Linked DNA regions of Gossypium hirsutum: regions 1 and 3 are each linked to region 2. Evidence: chromatin contacts called from public Hi-C data. All regions are on one chromosome and are shown on one strand. The core of a region is the stretch at or near the end of the contact, and the rest is flanking DNA. Distances in the headings are between cores, read along the strand shown. Region 1 holds the start of LOC107886611. Region 2 holds the start of LOC107886666 (U-box domain-containing protein 19). Region 3 holds the start of LOC107886614 (spermidine synthase 1).

Evidence for each region. A called contact is a pair of places that touch in the nucleus more often than the background predicts.
Region 1: a Hi-C map of leaf shows a contact between it and region 2, with 2.8 times the contacts expected there. The contact joins the promoter of LOC107886611 here to the promoter of LOC107886666 in region 2. A contact is called at or near these places in 8 of 34 Hi-C or Micro-C datasets (fibers, leaf and seedling).
Region 3: a contact with region 2 is called in a Hi-C map of leaf, with 4 times the contacts expected there. The contact joins the promoter of LOC107886614 here to the promoter of LOC107886666 in region 2. A contact is called at or near these places in 10 of 34 Hi-C or Micro-C datasets (fibers, leaf, petal and 1 more).

Annotation. Positions count from the first base shown.
Region 1 is chrA03:99,620,616-99,624,356 of Gossypium_hirsutum_v2.1, forward strand. It overlaps LOC107886611, which reads right to left and starts at 2,022. Exons shown (of 3, transcript XM_016810636.2): 1 at 396-2,022; 2 at 136-239; 3 at 1-56. The coding sequence starts at 1,251. The coding sequence ends at 3.
Region 2 is chrA03:99,417,679-99,421,762 of Gossypium_hirsutum_v2.1, forward strand. It overlaps LOC107886666 (U-box domain-containing protein 19), which reads right to left and starts at 2,021. Exons shown (of 1, transcript XM_016810712.2): 1 at 1-2,021. The coding sequence starts at 1,769.
Region 3 is chrA03:99,549,908-99,553,518 of Gossypium_hirsutum_v2.1, forward strand. LOC107886614 (spermidine synthase 1) reads left to right here and starts at 1,588. Exons shown (of 9, transcript XM_016810639.2): 1 at 1,588-1,992; 2 at 3,096-3,172; 3 at 3,264-3,386. The coding sequence starts at 1,788. LOC107886615 (a long non-coding RNA gene) reads right to left here and starts at 1,580. Exons shown (of 2, transcript XR_001680806.2): 1 at 930-1,580; 2 at 1-308.

The DNA of each region.
Region 1 (3,741 bases), core at 772-3,271, 200 kb after region 2:
CTTCATAGAATCAGCAAAAGAGACCCAGGAATTTTTAGAAAATTTAAATCTGTTACCTGAACATTTTAAGGTTTTGTTAAGCTTCCAACCACCTTTAGAAACAGACTTTTTAGTAATCTGACTTTTACAACCCACCTTAACAAGATTACTACCAGCCGAATCTCTAGTCTCCAAAGATCTTTTATTATTAAACACTACTGCTAAATGATTTCCAGCATCCAACACTCCTTCTTTCACTTCTACATTCACAAAAGAATTTTCTTCAAATATAGGATTATAAACCACTACATGATCTGCCTGTTTAATAGAAGGAAATTCGTGCTCCATTCGGCCTTAACCTGTTACAATACTAAGATGATAATTTAAATTAGAGGGAAAATTAGAACCCGAATTACCTACAATTAATGGCCTGGACATAGCTTCAGCTGATGTCATAGGTACTTGCATGATGCTAAGCTCGTTAGGATCAGTTTCTAAACGGTTTTTCGAAGATTGAAGCTCCAGCTGTAGTCCACTAGACCCACTACCATGAGTCTTTCCATTATTGGACGAAGCAGGTGGATTAGCTGTACTTAAAGCTATCGGGTTCTCCAAGCCCTTCTTATTCACACCCGTGGAGTGGGCAATCATTTCAGTGTTGGACTTAGATGATCGGGCCTGTCCCTTTTGAGGCTTAATAATAGGCCAGTTCAGATTGGCTTTATTAAGACTGTTCCCTACAACTTTCCTACCTGTAATCACATTAACATCAGAGTCAATTAATATTCCTTTATTTTTACTTTCCAGTGACGATTTAGGGTTCTTTGTAGATTCTTGCTCCAAGGAACTTATCTCCAAACCTGCCAAAGAATGGAAACGTAATCCCGAATTTTCTTCTTTTTTCAAATTGTTACATTTCTTCGCACCTTCCAAATTTCCACGTCTAGATTTCCACTCCACCAACATCCAAGGCCCATATTTTCCTTTTTCAGTCGTTGCAGTCGCTACAGTAGCCTGCTTCGATGGACCCTCATTCTCGACTGCCCCTATAGACGAAATAGTCAACGAGCATGTTTCATTAGTATGACCGTAACGACCACACTTAAAACACATAACAGGTAATTTTTCATATTCTATTCTTTGCGGATTATCGTTGATGAGAATCCTAGAGATCAAAGGCCTCCCAAAATTAACAAACACTGCGATACGAGCGTATCGTCCCCTTGCCCTACTATCCGTGTTGATATCCAGCTTTGTAATCTTGCCAATCATACTCCCAATTTCCAAGAGAATCTGTCTTTTATACAGGTGACTAGGAAGTCCAGGGAAACGAATTCAAGTTTGGATCAAGTTAGGATAAGGAAGATTGGAGTTAAAGTCGATCGACCATGGCTAGACAGTAAGATAATGGCCGAATATAACCCACGGCCCCTGGGAGAGTACCTGGTCATAATCAATAGAATTCTGAAATTTTGCAAAGAAATAACCATTTTCAATGTTCATTAATTGAACTGGTTTCGACGGTCTCCAAATCCCATAGAGTTTATTTTGTAGTGTTGAAATTCCAATATTCCTGCCCAGCATCTTGAGAATAATCGAAGTAGACATTTCCTTCTCCAGGATCTAGTACACTATATCAAAGAAGTCTATAGAGGGGACACCATCTACAATAGACTTCTTCACATCCTGATTGGAAAGAAAAAAACTATCAGCAGCAAGCTGGACTTCGTTCTTGTGATCCTGGTTGAGATTATCCTTCCCCAATAACTTGTCCTTCCACGACAACGGAGACACTGGTAAAGGATCCACCACCATCACATCCTCCAGGGCCGCATCCGTGTCCTTAAAACGAACTTTCTTTGTATTTGAATCTTCAACAATGGAGATATATTCTCCATTCCCATTCGCAAAGCTAGCAGAAGAAGTCGAGAGCATTTTTCCAACCTTTATTAAAATCTTTTTTTATATTTTTTTATTTTCATCCTCTTGTTATCCTAATATTAAACCCCTATTTTCTCTAAATTATGACTTTGAAGATTTATTAGTAAAAGTAAGTATTATATAAAAAATTAATTAAATTGAACGGGTTGGATTTTATACATTGTAGTTAATCATAACAAGTAGTTTTGATTAATATCAGTTTGTATTGTTGTATACCAACTTACTAATTAACACGATATTTTAATATTTGAAATTAATTTTTATAATTACATAAAAATTTATATATAACCATTTAATTAATTTATTGAAATTAATATATATAACCATTTAATTAATTTATTGAAATTAATTAATAATTTTAAATTTTTATTTGTATATAAATATATTATATGTGTTTATATAATTGTTGAGTAATTTTCTGTGTATCTTATTAAAGGGAATATTCGAGTATTTATACATATTATTACTGTTCATGATTTGACTCCATTGTTCATGGACTTGACCCCACTATTCATAGGATTGATATTTTGAACAGGCATCGGGCATGTTGAACATGTGTATCGTTCTGGGTCGCCTCTTAGGCCTCACGGTCCCCTATGTGTAAACTCTTTGGGTATATCCGAGCTAGGGCCGCGAACTCCTCTCAGCCCATGCGAGCTGATATTGTGAGCTCCCCTAGATGTCTCTTCGTTGTACACCTCACACATCTGATAGAGCTTGGCCGGGACACTGGTAGACGACCCAGATCTTACCTAGGTTTCGTATTGGTGATAATTGGTGTACAGCAATAATATATAAAAAATACCTATAAATTTAAAATAATACACCGAAAGATACCGATAGCACGCATCGCTATCTAAATAAAAACGATACATCTACTTATATAATACTTATTATCTTAATTTCCCAGAAATAAAATCTTCTAACAAAGTCTTTTGGAATTACTCTTGTAAAATTGGCATAAGAAGATTTTTTAATTTTGCCATACTTTTGAAAATATTTGTTAAAAAAAAAACAACACATGATGTTCATTAATAAATAAAATCAAGTTATGTATAACCTAACTTGCTGTTGTGAGCCATATTTATATTTAGGAGTTAGGTTGGTATGCCCAACCAAAAACTTCGAGAGCTAAAAAGTAGATCCAAAACTTCGAGAGCTAAAAAGTAAGATTTTAAAATTATAAATCCACGTGTGTATTAGTACAACTGTGTATTGGATGAGATTGAAAATACTATATTTTAAAAAAATTTACTTAAAAGTCTATTCAATTTGTCCATTTAAAGTTCATTTTCAAATTTATTATTAAAACGCTTATTGTTTATTTAATTATTTATTGCTTTAACACGGGGAAACGTTAAATTTTTGTAAATATTTAAATAATTTCAAATTAAAACAAAGTTAAACATTTATATTTTATTTAATTATTTAGTGCTTTAACACATGTAGACGTTCAATTATTATAAATATTAAAATAAGTTCATAACATAAAAACAACGTCTACTAAAAGTCCCTCTACTTTTCATTTTAATCCCTTTACTAAAATTAAATCAAGATATCATTACAATTTCTCATTAGACTACAAATAATTAGGACAAAATATATAATGCCCCACTAATTTATACATAACTCAACTTGACCTATAAAAAAAACTCGTCCATCCCTCAAAAAATATATGTATTCTTTGAACTATCGTGTTACTAAAAATTTTGTTAAGTATGTATTTTTTTCGGCCACACGATAGTTAAAAAATACATTGATTTGTTGGAGGAAGATGATCAAAGGCGATTTTAAGGGGGCTGGCATGGGCCCCGGCCTCCC
Region 2 (4,084 bases), core at 771-3,270:
AAGGCACCACGGCGTAAAATTGCGACTGTGCCATCAATTTTCTCTGCTAGAGTAGCTAAAATGGCTAGAGAATCAGTTACGAGATCTTCTCTTTCTGAATCTCTCAAAAGATTGAGCAACAAAGGAACAACCCCAGATGCAAGAAGCCTCCAATGGTTCTCGGGATGCACTAGAAGCCCAAAAATAGCAACCAATGCATTCCTCTTGCAGTGATGGTTTTCATTCTTAACCAACTCTACTAATCCTGCAATAGCCTCAGGATTTTCACCGATCAGAACCCTGTTCTCCTCAACTGAAGCAAGATAATACAACGTAGCAGCCGCATGTTGTTGAGCTTCAATTTTAAGTCCCTTTCTTAAAACATGGACGATCAAATCCAACCCTTCATTCTCCACTATAACACATTTGCCTTTTGAATGCTTGGAAAGATTCAAGAGAGCAGCAATGGAATTTTCTTGGGTGTTGGAATCTTCAGATAACAACAGCTTCAATAAATGTGGGATCGTGCCGGATTCAACCAAACAAGACCTGTTAAAAATGCTTGTTTTAGTAAGAACCCGAATCTCAAATGCCGCCTTGTTCATCTCTTCACCACTTCCATTAACAAGTTTGTTAATGAGAAAACCAGCCAACATCTTCATTGCACCTTCACCGGCTGAACTCCCCGCCATTACTGTCCTCGAAATATCACGATTCTTTCCCCTAGAAACGACGACTGGGATGCCGTTTTCAGCACAATATTGTTGGATCAACCCTTTCAAGACAAGATTGGGAACCAATTCCGTACTGGTAAGCTTCTCGCCCGTCTTGGGACAAGTGGCATTCCCCGACCTGAACCATTTTAAAATCGAACAACGGTCGTAGGTGTGGCCCGATGATAAAGTTACTGGATCCGACATCATTTCTAACGAGATCGGACACTTGAGATCATCAACGTTGATTCCTTTAAGATCTTTGCTGATGTTGCTACACTGGCCATTGAGATGCTGACTTTCGAAGTCAACGGTGTCAAATATTACGCATCTGCAATAGCTCATGAATCCCATTAAGCTACACAGAAGCTCTAATTTTGTTTTGTTTTCTTCATTGGAAAACTCGGTTCCGATTTCTGAATCCAAGAATTTCACTTCCTTGTTACAACTGCTCCATTTATCAATCCCGAGATGGTCCAAGATCCGTCTGATCTCAATCGGATCAGGTGCGATTCCTTCCTCGAAATGGTTCATGATCCGCATGAGATCTTTCACGGCCTTTTTATCATCCGGGTCGGGATCGAATGAAGCTTTCCTAACTTGTCTTATGATTAACTCAACCAAATCCTTGGCTTCATTTGACATGTCAACGGTTGAAAGAGGGAAAACATCCAGACCCGTAGCCAGGCCCCGGATCACGATCCGGAATTGGTTCGCAGCCCAATCCGAACTCACTAGCATCCACGCTCGAGTCCCGTCGCGGGTGCAGTCTTCCAGAAGGCATCGAATTTTCTGGAAAGTCAGATGGAGCTCGGACAAGCTGAGGATGACCGGATGAGGTAGATCCGACGTCGTATCTCGGATCTCCTGGAGGAAAAGAAGAATGTTCGCGATTTGACGAAACGTTTCCCGCGCATTTCTCTTGTTGACGGAGAAAACCTTGGATTTGTAACTGCAAATGTCTCCACCAAGATCGATCAGCGAGTTTAGAAGAGTTGAAGGAGAAATGGAATCGCAAGGATGTATTGCCGGGCATGTCAGAATCCGGCGACCCGACCCACTCGATTTTTGGATCATTTACCAGATATTTCAAGAAAAACAAAAACAAAGGAGATAAAAACAAAAAAGTTTGATTTTGACTTTAGCGTTTAGATTTTTGAGTTTTTGATTTTGGCTTCTGGGGTCTACTATATATAAAAGGAAGGAGAAAGGGACTTGGGATATGTCGGCTTGGACACGTGTAATAACTTTGGCTGTACATGGCACGTGCAGATGAGAAAGGCTACTTCGTAGATAGTTTAGAGCAGTGGATAAGCAAATGGTGAGGTGACACGTGGTCGTAAAATACGGTACGAAGGTACGTGATGAGAGGGAGCCGACATGGGATGGCTCATATAACGTGGAATTAAGCTAAAATAAATCATTTAGCCTTTTATTATTATTATTATTTATAAAAAAATTTGGACTTGGTAATGAATTATTGTGAACCTAATTACACCAATTATTATCATTAAAAAATTGCACCATTATTAACATTATTGTATTTAGAATATTTTATTATTTATATTAAATATTGAGTTTGTGGCAAATGACACTCATCAATCACACCCTAATTTAGTTGTAAAATTATCAAATTTTTTTATAAAATAAAAAATGATATTATAAAGGTGTTTATATCTTTTTATATTTTTATATATAATTTTAAAAAAATACACAATGTTTATATCTTTTTATATTTTTATATATAATTTTAAAAAATACACAATAATAAAATTTAAACTTAAGACATTATAATTTTCAATATATCAACTTTATCATTTTAAATAAAGTTTGAATTTTTTATTATTATCAATTTTTATAAATATATTTGTTGAATAATTTCTTACTTGCATAATGAGGGTGATCATAAATATGTGTTTGACTTAATTATTAGTGTGTTTCTATTTTGATCACCTATGTTTAAAAAAAATTTAATTTAATCATTAATGTTATTGTCAATTAATTTTTTGTTCAATACTGATGTGACTTTTTTTATTAACACAATAACTAAATTAATCCACTAATAGTTACAGATTCTATCAAATTGTCCTTAATTTTGGAATCTCTTAATCCAATTCTTAGAGTACGTTTGGTTCACTGTAATTGAATAGGGCTGTAATTGAATAGGGTTGTAATTGAATAAAGCTGTAATAAGTAATTCAACTGTTTGGTTGAATGGAATGGAATGGAATAGAACTGTAATAGTATTTTTGTGTTTGGTTGAATGGAATGATGTTGTAATAGCATAAGGAAAAAACTAAAATGACCAGAATACCCTTAGCAGAATTTTTGTTAATGTAGATGATTATTGTTATTGTTATTAAATTTTAATAAGATTATTATTAAAAATAATTTAATAAAAATAATAAATAGTTTAACCATATTTTAACATAATTATTATTAAATATAATTTAATAAAAAAATATAATTTAATAACATTCATTATCTAATTATTATTATATGAATTAAAAAATCAAAATATATAATACTATAAAAAAATATATAATCTACTTTATTATTTTTAAACTGCAATACATATTTAGACTCCGTTTGTTTGTCAGTAAAATATTTTCTGAAAAATAATTTATAAAAGTTGTTTTAAATTAAACAAATATATATTTAAGAATTTATTATATTTTCATTGTTTATTTGAGTTTATTATATATATATATATATATAAATTTATATTTTAAATTGTTTTTACATATATTGCAATGTTTTATTTATGGATAAACTATAAAAATAGTCACTTTTATTTACCTCGGGTTACATTTTAGTCACTTATATTTGAAATGTTACGTTTTAGACATTTATGTTATTATTATCTCCCTAATGGTAATCCTACGTGGCAGTCCAACTAGATTTTAAGTATATCTGTTAATACATACTTTATCCAGCTAAATTATACAGTTTTCTATTAATACATACTTCATCCGACTAAATTATACAATTTTTACTCAAATGCATAATTTAGCCGGATGAAGTATGTATTAACAGTTTTCACTCAAATTCATAAGTTTGATACTCATTACCAGGCGACATTAGTCAATCAAGAATCAAACCAAAAGAAAAAACAACAGGTGCCTTTAGTTTCATAAGCCAAGGAAACAAAGAAATATATCAGAGACCCATAACAAATTTTGACAATTAAAGATGACCATGAGAAGAGTTATGAAGTTTCATACAAGAAGAATTATGAAATTATGAGGAAGGAGAAATAGAAAACATGAGATGAAATAAAAAAAGAAAACTTACAGGAGATGAAGTTGAAGGGCGAATGTGTTGTTGATTTGGGGAAAACTGTTGGAAGAAATCTGGAGCAAGGGAGAAAAAGTAGGCTATTTTGGAGAGAA
Region 3 (3,611 bases), core at 338-2,837, 130 kb after region 2:
CAAAGATCCTCACCTTGGCCTGCTTTGGGAGGGAAGGCTTGAAAGATATGAAATGGCAGCAGAAGGTAAGACAGATACTTAAAAACATGAACCACAAATTCCTATATATGTAGCTGTGAAACAAATATTCAACTACTCTGGAGAACAAAGGTAAAGCAGATACTTAAAAACATGAACCACAAACCCTGCTTACGTAATGCTAGACTTAAAGCATAACAAGAATCATTTACCAGCTTTTCTTTCACTTTTCACAACCAGTCAAAGACTTGGCCTGCTTTGGGAAGGAAGGCTTGAAAGATATGAAATGGCTGCAGAAGGTAAAACATATACTTAAAACAGAATCACTTAAACCAAAAAAAAAAAAGAAAATGAAGAAGCTAATTCCTTGTTCTTCAACATCAAATGTTGTAATTCTTTGAACATATTATTATTAGATGCATATACATATATACAAATCTGAGTACGAGTAACATAATATGGATACGATGAAGCATTGCACGAAATAGAACGTGCAAAACAGAATAATAAAACAAAATCGAAGTAGAAATCATTTTCTGAACGAAACTTAAATTTGCATTTCTTTTTTCATATAATTCTAGAATTTTCCTATCAACCAAACAGAGACTTAAAAAGAATCCATTATGATATAATACTCTTTAAGAATTGCATGAACAGTTAGTAAACGAGATAGTGACAAACAAACAGAAAAACACAGAATTTCGATCAAAAACCGAAAATTAAAAGAAAAAAAACACTTTGATAAAAAACAGCGAAACAAGCTTCGATCTGCTAAAAATACACTTAAAATCAAACAAAAAGCACGCACAGATCAGTGAGAGCAGAGGTGACATTTAACATAAACAGGGGCCAAAATCTTTCTAACTATGGACAAGAAACCGATTCACAAAACTATGGAGAAGAAAATATACCTTTCTAAAGCAAGTCTGTGAAGAAAGTCTGCCCAAGACAAGCCAAACAGTACAACCAAACTAGCAGAAAACCCAAGCAAGATCTCAGACAAAAACAAGCAGAAAATCCCCAAATCAATTTATAAAAAGAAGAAGAAATCAAGGGGGAAAAGGAGCCCGAAACCAAATCAAGGGAGAACGAAAGGGAGAAGGGAGAACGAACGGGAGAACGAAACCAGATCGGTGTAGAGAGGAGAAGGGAGAACAAGAGTGTAGAGAAGGGAGAACGCTGGAAAAATCGGAAAATGTCTTACTAATTCCAAATCGGTAAGACATTTTCCAAAATTAAAAGCTTCTTTTTCCCGTGTTTGTAATTGATTTTACGTGAGGAAAATATTTTCCTCCAATCAAACACTGAAAAATGGGGAAAATTAATTCCGAAAAATATTTTCCCCCTATCAAACCGACCCTAATTATTAATTAAGTAAAAAGGAGGAAGAAAATCACAACTTCACAAGTCACAATCTCAGTCCACACACAAAAGACGCGTCGTTTGCAAGCAGATTCTTCGTAATCCATATATGACGATATAAATTGAAATTTTGATTTTTCTTCCTCAAATATTCTTTTTTTTTCTGCTTTTTAATTTATATTATACTAATATATTATTTGGCGAAGGCCTAAACAGCCCAGCCCTTACAGCAACAGGCGTCTGGATGCTACTATAAAGCAAGACCAAAGACCAAGCTAGTGTGGCCTCTTTTTATCTTTCAGTGACCTGTATCCAGCCAACCCGAGATTTTCTATTTTCCGATTCTTTTTAGGTCTTTTTTCCCAATTTTTTTTGTATTTCTAAAACAGAAACAAATAGGTGTCTCAATGGCAGAAGAGAGCGGTGCCCCTGTAAGTTGTGCTGATTTGCCCGTTAAAAGGCCCAGGGAAGACGAAGAAAACGGGGTCTCTTCTGCTGCTGCTGCTGTTGCCATGGAAATGGAAGCTGATACCAATAATACTTCCAAGGAAGCTGATGGGATTTCCTCTGTTATTCCTGGATGGTTCTCTGAGATTAGCCCAATGTGGCCTGGTTCGTTTTTCAACTCTCCTAATTCCCCATTATTTCTCCTAATCTTTTCTTTACGTTTCCTTTTGGAGAAAAGAATGTAAAGTGTTGTTTTTTTTTCTTTCTCTGCTTCGATTCCAAAGAGGGCTTTTTTCTTAAATCTGGGTTTTTTTCCTTTATGATTTTCGATGCATGTTTTAATCTATTTATATTTTTTATGGTTATAGATTTGTTTTAGATTATGGGTGAACAAGTTTCTGTGCTTTTTATTTGGCTTTCAACTGATTTGAATGAAAAAAAAATTATTTTATTTTATTTTATTTTATTGTGCTTATTTTGATTGTGTAAGATATTGGTTCCATCTAAGGGCGTTACTTATTTTGATTGAATTCATGGGTTGGGTTCTTTTCAACTTCGTTCCCCCTTTTATTCGTCACTTCTGATGTGCGTTCTTATCTGATATTTTCTGTTTTTGGCTCTTCTTTAGGGAAAAAAGGGGTTCTCAAATGGTCCCATCTCCCATATTGAGGATGTTTTTATTTTGGACATCTCATGTAACTTGGTTGTCATTTCTGCTTGTGTAGTGGGTCTGTTTGTGATTCTTTATAGTGAAAAAGGAAAAGGAAAAAAAAAGCTTTATTTTTATATGTCTAACTTCTAGTTAACTACATTTTCATTGAATGTTAAGCGTTTACGCTTCTTTGTGCACATTTGCTTGTTTATATGATTGACATCTCGAAGTGCATACTGCTTGCATGTTGTCACTTGTGTGTATTTTTCTTATTTGGGAGTGTGTACTATTAGTTTAATAGCGACGTCTGATCTATATTCATTCATAATTCAATGTGTTAATCCATTGCTTCCAATTTTGATTCTTGGATTTATGGGTTCTTTCATAGTAGTTACTGTGAAAGTTGTGGAGTATGAGGCTGGTGTTACTTTTGCAAGTTAGGGTCTTTTTAGTGTGCACGGGGGTTTCCATGCAGTAGGCTTTGTAGGTTACTTGAAATTAAGAAAGATGTAAGGGAGGAAGTAGCATAATAATTCACTGAAATGATACTTTCTTTTTATTTAGTATCTGAGAAGAAAAACATCTTTAGTGGCTCTGTTTTATATGAAATATGCAGGAGAGGCGCATTCCTTAAAGGTTGAAAAGGTCTTGTTTCAAGGGAAGTCTGATTACCAGAATGTTATGGTCTTTCAGGTATTTCATGGTCCCATTTTATCTTGCTTCTTTTTTCTCCTTGTTTAGTTTCTTTTAAATTTTTAATTTTTGAAGCACGGCACTCTTGCAGTCATCAACATATGGGAAGGTTCTTGTTTTGGATGGTGTGATTCAGCTCACAGAGAGAGATGAATGTGCATATCAAGAAATGATCACTCATCTTCCACTTTGCTCCATTCCAAATCCTAAGAAGGTATATTTCAGCTACTATATTACTGATTATATCAAGAGCTGTTTTCTACCCGATTTGCATTTCTCAGTAAACATTTGAAGTGGACCTTGTTTTAGATTCACTAAGGCTTGGATGGATATTAAGGTAGTCCTCATTTTTTACATTTAGCTGCAAGAGAATGACTGAAGAAAATGCTTAATTTTCGCTAAGTATGGTGAAGGAGCCATATAATATTACTGAGATCCA